3 separate regions of the Sus scrofa genome follow, and all the other regions are linked to region 1. The links are chromatin contacts, called in public HiChIP or PLAC-seq and promoter capture Hi-C maps. All regions are on one chromosome and are shown on one strand. Each heading gives the region's core, a stretch centred on a gene start, on an enhancer-like site or on the middle of the called end of the contact. The rest is flanking DNA. Distances are from core to core; before and after follow the strand shown.

The links. Promoter capture Hi-C pulls out the DNA fragments that hold promoters and counts their contacts. HiChIP or PLAC-seq counts read pairs in DNA pulled down with a chosen protein or histone mark.
Region 2: a contact with region 1 is called in an H3K27ac HiChIP or PLAC-seq map of alveolar macrophages. The contact joins the promoter of FOXN2 here to the promoter of FBXO11 in region 1. A contact is called at or near these places in 1 of 5 promoter capture datasets (liver), 5 of 47 Hi-C or Micro-C datasets (alveolar macrophages, fibroblasts, heart right ventricle and 2 more) and 2 of 2 datasets of contacts at active chromatin or transcription factors (alveolar macrophages and skeletal muscle).
Region 3: a contact with region 1 is called in a promoter capture Hi-C map of fetal liver, with 8 times the contacts expected there. The contact joins the promoter of PPP1R21 here to the promoter of FBXO11 in region 1. A contact is called at or near these places in 2 of 5 promoter capture datasets (fetal liver and liver), 18 of 47 Hi-C or Micro-C datasets (alveolar macrophages, blood, embryonic fibroblasts and 11 more) and 2 of 2 datasets of contacts at active chromatin or transcription factors (alveolar macrophages and skeletal muscle).

The regions. Positions count from the first base shown.
Region 1 is chr3:92,695,055-92,697,754 of Sscrofa11.1, forward strand. FBXO11 (F-box only protein 11) reads left to right here and starts at 1,348. Exons shown (of 23, transcript XM_003354838.5): 1 at 1,348-2,390. The coding sequence starts at 2,168.
Region 2 is chr3:92,335,866-92,338,565 of Sscrofa11.1, forward strand. FOXN2 (forkhead box protein N2) reads right to left here and starts at 1,252. Exons shown (of 6, transcript XM_013987898.2): 1 at 1,137-1,252.
Region 3 is chr3:92,226,404-92,229,103 of Sscrofa11.1, forward strand. PPP1R21 (protein phosphatase 1 regulatory subunit 21) reads right to left here and starts at 1,316. Exons shown (of 22, transcript XM_003125155.6): 1 at 1,122-1,316. The coding sequence starts at 1,178.

The sequences.
Region 1 (2,700 bases), core at 98-2,597:
AGGCCAGCAGCTGTAGCTCCGACTGGACCCTAGCCTGGGGACCTCCATATGCAGCGGGTGCGGCCCTAGAAAAGACAAAAATTTTTTAAATTAAAAAAAAAAAAGGTGAGGCGACCCTGATACCTAGAAAGATGCCTGGAGGCACATATCAAAATCAGAGACTCAAATATCCTACACGATACTGCCTCTCCCGGCTCTCTCCTGCCTCCCCAAATCCACTCTCCCCAGTCACCTTTACTTCCCTTATGTACTTTGTAACACAGTCATCTATCTCAAACCTAAGACAGCAACTGATCAAACTCAAATGAAAAAATCACCCAAAGGCCTGAAAAGAAGGGAATCAGGTAAACTGCCAGTTTTACCATAGCCAGTCAATGATAAACAAAAGAGAAAGAAGAGAATTGAGAAAGGGTATCTTTTTAGTCTTTACAACAGCAGCAAGGGAATAAAAACGCATTTTCCTTGGGGAGAGATTATGCTGAGGGGACCAGATACAGACACAAAAGATAATTCCCCCTGGGTTTTTTTCTTTTGCTTTGCGTTTGTGAGATCTACACACATACACACACAATTACAACCTCAACACTTTTACTTCTCTCTTCTTCTCACATATTATTTTCCCAAATATTATATTGACCACACTGCCCAAAAGTAAATTTACCTTTTTGGTAATACCTTACCTATTACGTATTGACCACACCTTTTCAAGATCTTGATGACTCCTATTATACTACGACTGGGAACCGACTCCAAACTTCGGTTACCAAGCTTAAAGATCGGTAAAGTGGATCTCCAAGGTTCTCAAATACCCTCAGCTTGACTAAAGGGCACAGAATCTCTAGCGCTCCCTACAGCTCAGACTTTGAACCTACCTACCACAAGAAGCCTAAATTATCAAAGATTGGCTACCTTGCTCCACTTTTTTTTTTTTTTTCCGCTTAAAAAATCGGGTGAAGGAAAGGGGGGATAGGCTGAAACAGCGAACCGAAGGATTAATCACTTCTCCCCATTACATCAGCAGCCCCCGCCCTTTCCTCCCAGCACCTCCTCTCCTAGAATCGTCGCTACGCACTAACGCTCTCTTCGCCCACCCCCCGCTCTATTATATGCCCTGATACCTCCCCATTATCACCCGCCCCGCCACACTCCCCCTTTCCTCCTTCCCCCTCCTTGGCGGGGGAGGGAGAAACCCGAGAGAGGAAACAGGGCGTTGAAGGAAGGGACTTGGCGATAAGAGCGGAAGCCCCATTGGGCCGAAGGTTGTATGAACGCCTCCCATTGGCTGCTTGGCCGGAATCCCCTCCTCTCTTCTTCCCCGCCCATTCGCCCCTCCCCCCGCCGCCCCGCGGCCCTCCCCTGCGCCCCCGGCCAGCCCCGCGGCGGGGAGGGACCGACTGGGCGAGAGGTGGCTCCGGCGGTGTCAATGGCTCCTCCTGCCACGGAGCAGCAGCAGAAGCAACGGCGACGGGGCTGAAGAGGAGGAGGAGGAAAGGTTCCTTTAAGGAGGAGGAACGACGACGCCTCTTTTTCCCCCTATCTCCTCCCTTCATACTCATTTCCCCTTCGCCGAGGAGAGAAGGGGGGGAGGAGAGAGAAGAGGCCGAAGAAAGAGAAAAAATTCCTCTCAGAAATCTCTTTCAGGGGGTGCGGGGGGGAGGAAGAGGGAAAAAAAGAGCCGGGCGCCCCCTGCTCCCTCCCTCCCTTCTCTCCTTCTCTTCTCCTCCTTCTCCCTTCCTCGCCCGCCCGCCCACTCCCCCCCGCCGCCGGAGACGCCGCTCGGGAGTCGGCGGGACCGGGGTCTGTCTCCTCTGCCGCCGACGCCGCGCTTCGCCTCGGGATCCCCAGGCGGGCAGACGCCCTTTCTTTCTTTCTCTCCCTCTGCCCGTCTTTCTGTCTCCGTCCCTCGCGGCCGCCCCGCCCGGCGGCCTCGGCCTTCCCCGTGCGTCAGGCCCGCCCGCCCGGCCTCGCTCGGTCTCTGTCTGTCTCCACGGGCCTTTCTCTTGACTAGGGGTCTCGCTCGCCCCTCCGCCCTTACCGTCTCCCCTTCCCCTCTCCCCCTTTCCTTCCTCCTCCCCTCTCCCCACCCCCTTCTCCTACTCCGGAGCTCGCGGTGCGTGTGCGTGTGTGTGTGTGTCCCTCCGCCAAAGCCGCCACCTCAGCCCGGCAAATGAACTCCGTCCGAGCCGCCAACCGGAGACCCAGGCGAGTGTCGCGGCCGCGCCCGGTGCAGCAGCAGCAGCAGCCCCCGCAGCAGCCGCCGCCGCAGCCGCCCCAGCAGCCGCCGCAGCAGCAGCCTCCGCCGCCGCCGCAGCAGCAGCAGCAGCAGCCTCCGCCGCCACCACCGCCGCCTCCGCCGCTGCCCCAGGAGCGGAACAACGCCGGCGAGCGGGGTAAGGCCGCGCTCTCTCCCTGCCTCCCGCCGGCTTGGGCGCCCGACCGGCCGGGACCCGCGGGGAGGGAGGCCAGGGCGGGCGGGGGCGGCCTGTGCGCCCGAGGGTGGGAGCCGGAGGCTGAGTGGAGGCGGGTCCCCCGTTGCCGCAGTGTCAGCCCGGCCGGGGCCCCGGCCGGCAGGAAAAGCCGTGGCTTCCCCACTCGCTCCGGCTCTAGCTCAGGCCGCGCTTTGTTTGGTTTCGGGGACTCGGTACCCTCTCTCCCCACCCATCCCTCTGGCTTCTCCGCTCGCTCACGAACCTCGCAGGA
Region 2 (2,700 bases), core at 2-2,501, 360 kb before region 1:
CTGAACTATCTCACACACGCCCTCACGACCTCTCACCTTCCCAGGAAAGAGGACTTAAGGGCAGAGATAACCACCGGGCCAAGAGAAGCCGCGAACAGGAAGTGTCCATATTGCTGCGCAAAAACACTAACTCCCACCCTACCAAAACGGCCCCCCTCAGAGGCCCCGGGGGCGCCTGCTGAAGGAGTGGCCAGAGGGTGCCGAGCTCGGCCACCCCCACATCCGGGACCCGCCCCTGCCCACTCCAACGCCCGGTCGCCCCACTGCTCGAAGTTCATTCCCGGCCGCGCCCGGCGCCTCCCCGGCCACTATTTGGCCGGGCCCAGCCAGTCTGCCCGGTCCCGGACAGGACCCCACGCCTGGCACGTCTCGCTGCACTTCAAGCCGGGGGAGGGGGTGTTGCAAAGACTCTCGGCGGGTTTGGGGCGCTTCCTCTAATAACTGGCCCTGAGTCGAGCCTTAAGCTTCCTCAGAGCCAACTCCGAGCCTTTCCGAACAGCCGGCACCCCTCCCGGGCGATCATTACCACTCAGGAAAAACTAACTCCTCACGGAGCCGCACCCCCTCAGTTCACCACCCCCCGGGAGCCCACACAACCCAAGCCGCACGCAAGAGAGAACTCTGCGCCGGCGCCAATTCCTCCCCGGACAAAAATGTCCGGACGCGTCACGGGACAGCCGCCTCCGCGCCCCACACCCGGCGCCTGCCGCACGCGCTGCCTCCACGCCCGGGAGCGGCTCCGCGAGTCCGCGCGGGGAGCGCGAACGCCGGGCGGCGCCGGCTGGGGAGGGCTACGCTCCGCCTGGGACTCACCATCAGCTCGGCCGCGGCAGCGGAGAGGCGAGGGACAGGCAGGGGAAGACACAATATGGCAGAGAACCGCAGCTGCTCCCGGCGGCTTCCAGCAGCCGCCTCCGGGAAGACGCGGCGAGAAGGCAGCAGCAGCTGCGGTGGCAGCAGCGGCAGTACCACATCCCCCCTCCCGCTCGCTTCCTCCCCCTCCCTCTACCCTCCCCCGCTGCTATGGCAACGCGGCGCCAAGGAGATTAGCCCCGCCCCTCCCTCTGGTCCCCGCCTCCAGCGACCCCTAGGGAGGGGGTTCCACCAGTCTCTCCCTGTCCCCTCCCACTTCCTACCGAAGGGCCGGTCCGGGACCGGCTGGCTGCCCAGAACTGCGGGTGGGAGAGGAAAAGGGGGTAGATGCGGTGTCCGGAAGGGCGGGGCTCGCACGGAAGGCAGGGCGGAGACGTTGTGGGCCAGTCGGGTTTCGGGCTGAGGAAGGGCTGGGGAAGGCGGGAAAATGGAAAGGCCTCGCCCGTCCCGGAAGGACCTATAGGAGTGCAGCAGTGCGCGGCGCGACTGCTGAGTGGCCGAGGTGGTGTGGGGGCGGGGCGAGATGAGGCGGGACGAGCGTGGCGGTCTGGCTGGGGCGACCCGCGGAGGCTGCGGTGGGACTGTAGCGACGACCGCAACAGCGCGAGCTTCAGTGGGTTTCTTCAAGAGCTTTCCGCCATTGACCAGGCTTTGAAAGCGCTTTACGAACGGTAAAGCATTAATAGACACTTAAAGTCGTATCACCCGCGCTTGACTGAAATTTTATGTGGCGATTAAAGTTAACGTGTGTGAGACAAAAAAAAAAAAAAAAAGATTTTGGTATAAGATTCAAAATTTAATAAGCATAGCATTTACTGACCTCTCACAGAGTGCTAGGTACAGGGCTAAGTTCTTTACGTGCATTGTCATAATCATAATGCTGAGACACATTGCCACATAAAACACAGGCGACCCCCGTTAAATCTGAATTTCAGGCAAATGTGGAATAGCTTTTTAGCATAAGAATGTTCCCTTTGGTATATACCTTCCAGTTTTGTTTTGTTTGCTAAATCCACCAACGCTATTCTAATTCTTACTAATTCCCACTTTACAGATAGAGAAACTGAGGCGGACAAAACTAAGACTCCATTTTACATTGTCATTTTGACCCTGATAATTAAATATCTGAATTCCTATATCCACATCTTCAAAAACTAGAGTAATGATGCTTTTCTCACAAATGTGTTTGAATGAATTTTTTTAAGGGTATGTGAGAGAGACCTGGACAGTGATTGAGGCATGCTAGGTAGGTGCTAACAGAAGTTCATTTCCTTCCAGAACAATGAATGTTAACTGTTTATGTGCCAGGCTCTAAGTATAAAGTGAGCAGAATATGAAACAAGATGCCTACTGATAATGAAACAAATTAAGCTGTAAGGATGACACAGACACCAAAGAATTATAGGTGTTAACAGTATACAGTAACAAAAATGGAAGTGGTTGACCCTCTCATTCCACAGATGAAAACACCATGTCTACATGATTGTCCAAAGTCATCTACCACTTCCATTTGTTTTTTATTACACTGTCCTGGAGGACAATCCATAGGTGCATTCAGAGTAAGAGACCACAGGATTTCCCTCTGTGGCTCAGACATTAATGAACCTGAATAGTATCCGTGAGGTTCAATGCCTGGCTTTGCTCAGTGGGTCAATGATCCGGCATTGCTGGGAGCTTTGGTGTAGGTCAAAGATGCAGCTTGGATCCACTTTGCTATGGCTCTGGCATAGGCCAGCATCTACAGCTCTGATTTGAGCCCTAGCCTGGGAACCTCCATATGCTGCAGGTGTGGCCCTAAAAAAAAGACAAAAAAAAAAAAAAGACAGA
Region 3 (2,700 bases), core at 66-2,565, 470 kb before region 1:
TGCCATCACTAACACCCTGCCACAGGCTCTTAAGACATTCAAATGGAAGTGCAAGAAGTTTTGCCAATGGTAGCACCGTTGGAGTAAGTGTAGTATCTGAGGCTTCCATTTGATGATGGAAAGACTTAAAGTGTGCATGTTTTAGGCATGGGTTTTATTTTTCAAAGAATATTTCATTTCACCTTGCTGCATATTTGTTAAATGAAAACGTGTCTCAATTTCTCCAAATTGTAAAAAGGGGGCTGTCTTCCCATTGCTCCGATGAATGCCAAGATCACTGAAAACTAAGTTCAATGACTACTGAATCAATTTCTAAATATGTAAGATTCCGCTTTTATAACTTCATTAGAATATGCTTGAGGCAGAACCACCCTATCCAGAAAAGCAGCACCGCCCTTTTCCAAGAAAAAAGGTTCCATCATTTAAAAGACAGATGCCATAAATATGACAAAAGGGGAGATTCCTATTTTGCTTAGTTCAACACGTATTGAGCACCTGCTGGGTAATCCGTCCCACGCCAGGTGATTCGTGAAAAAGAAGGAGAAAAAGACACAGCCCTAGCACTAAAGCTTTCAAAAGCATTTCCAGACAACATCTTGCCACAGCACTGAATCCATTCGTAACCACCCATCTCTGGTGCATCAGTTTACGCGCATGACTCTATTTACATTTTTGATTTGACCGGGGGCAGATGAATTTCTATCCTCATATCATCCCTGTGGGAAGGGAAAAAGCTTGCTCTTTCCCATCACTGGGCTGGGAAAACTGAGGAAGCAGAAGTGGAGGAGTGGTCCTCACCTTTCCCTTCCCCTCCCGACCAGCACCAGAGACGGAAGCCAGGATTTTGACATCCCAGTACAAGCCCGTTAGTTCAGTGAGAAGGAAGAATCAAACTCCTGCGCCTTCCCGCAGAAATGCACACGGACCCAGACACCGCCCGGCCCCATCTCCTGGGAGCTGCAGGTGGAAGCACGGTAATGGAGGACAGAGGAGGCGGAGGAAAGAGGAGGGGAGCATTCGCGTGCCCCTTCCGCCGTCCCCCTCTGTCCTGACAAGTCGCTGCCAAGGCAACCTGAGGCCGTAGGGCCAGGGACCCCCTACTCCCCGCATACGACGGGTACCTTCGAGTACTCCTGAGCCAGCTTCTGGTACTTCCCCTGCAACTCTGCCGAGGCCATGGCCTCCCCCGCCCCGTCAAGGCCGGGCTGCCCAGGCCGCTCAGCCCCGCCCCCCGCCCCCAACCCCAGACACGCTGTCGGGCTCGGCTCAGCCACCGCCTGCCCGATCTGCCACCGCCGCCGCCGCACCTCCTCCTCCACTTCCGGGTTCGCCCGGTGAGAGGAAGGCGGAGTGGAGCCGGAGGCGGAGCAACCACCGGGGGCGGGACGACGTCTTGACGTCACCGTCCCACCCTCCCGCGCCCGAGCACGTGCGCGCGCAGCCTCGTTGGCGCTTCTGGGCTTTGCCTCTGGGACCAGGGGGCGCCATCTTGACGCATGGTCCAAGATGGCCACCTAGAACAGGAAAGGAGAGAATCGAAATGGGAAGAGAATGATGAAAGCCCACAGAATGGGCGGGGGACCGAAGAGAGAGGCGGTGGTTGCGAAGAACCGACGACCGGAAGAAGAAATATTCTAAGCGTGCATCAAGAATTCTGGCCGAACGCGCGCGCGCGCGCGCGCACACACACACACACACACACACACACACACACACACACACACACACCGGTTCCCATAGCAACCGTCTGGCGTTTGATGATTACATCTTTCAGAAGACGCGCGGAAAGACCTCTATATTCCGCTACCTCGTAATCTGAATATGGTAGCACCGGACATGCCCTGCCTTGTAAACTCTCTGATCTCCCTCAAATTTATAGCGTTCGCTGCTGCCACCCTCCCAAACTCCAGACCAAACCGTCATTGTCTTATATTTTGACCTTGAGATGTCTTTGTATCCATTCCATACTCACACTACATCCACCCACCCCTGCCCCCACACGGGCATGGCACCAGAGCCTTTTTCAGTAGATTGGGTAAAAAGGCTTTAGAAAATTTCAGAGATTGACCCCTGCCACGCATGGAGATAGAATGGATGTTAAATGACAAATAATGATAGTTGAAGCAAAAAATATTCTGCCTAAAATATTTTATGCCATTTCATTCGTTAAATATGTTTTGAGGACATACTGTATGTTAGATACTGCTCTAAGCATTGCATTTATTGCAGCATTGAAGCATACATAGAGGAATGAATAAATTTAGAATATATGTTTGCCATAAATTGTCACACGGCTGTTTGAAACTAATAACCTAGATCTGTATATATCTGCACATGTCATATCAAGATGAAAAAACACTATGTTAAATGTAAAAACAAATGTCAATTTACTATAGCGTGATAAGATACATTTAAAAAATATGAAGCAACATTTGTACTGCTCATGTACACATGAACATGTGCTAAAAATAAAAAACAAGAACTGGGAATATACACATCAAATTCTGGGTTGTGATTGCCCCTAATGAGAAAAAGAAGAAAGGAATGAAAAAAGGAAAACAAAGGAGCATAAACTTTAATTTTTTCAGGATGTTAACATTTATTATCCTGTACAGGGGGTGTTAACTATATTGGCATTTTAGAATGCTTGAAATTTTCCATGATTGAAAAAACTGCTATCCTGGTTTCTTGTTTGATTAT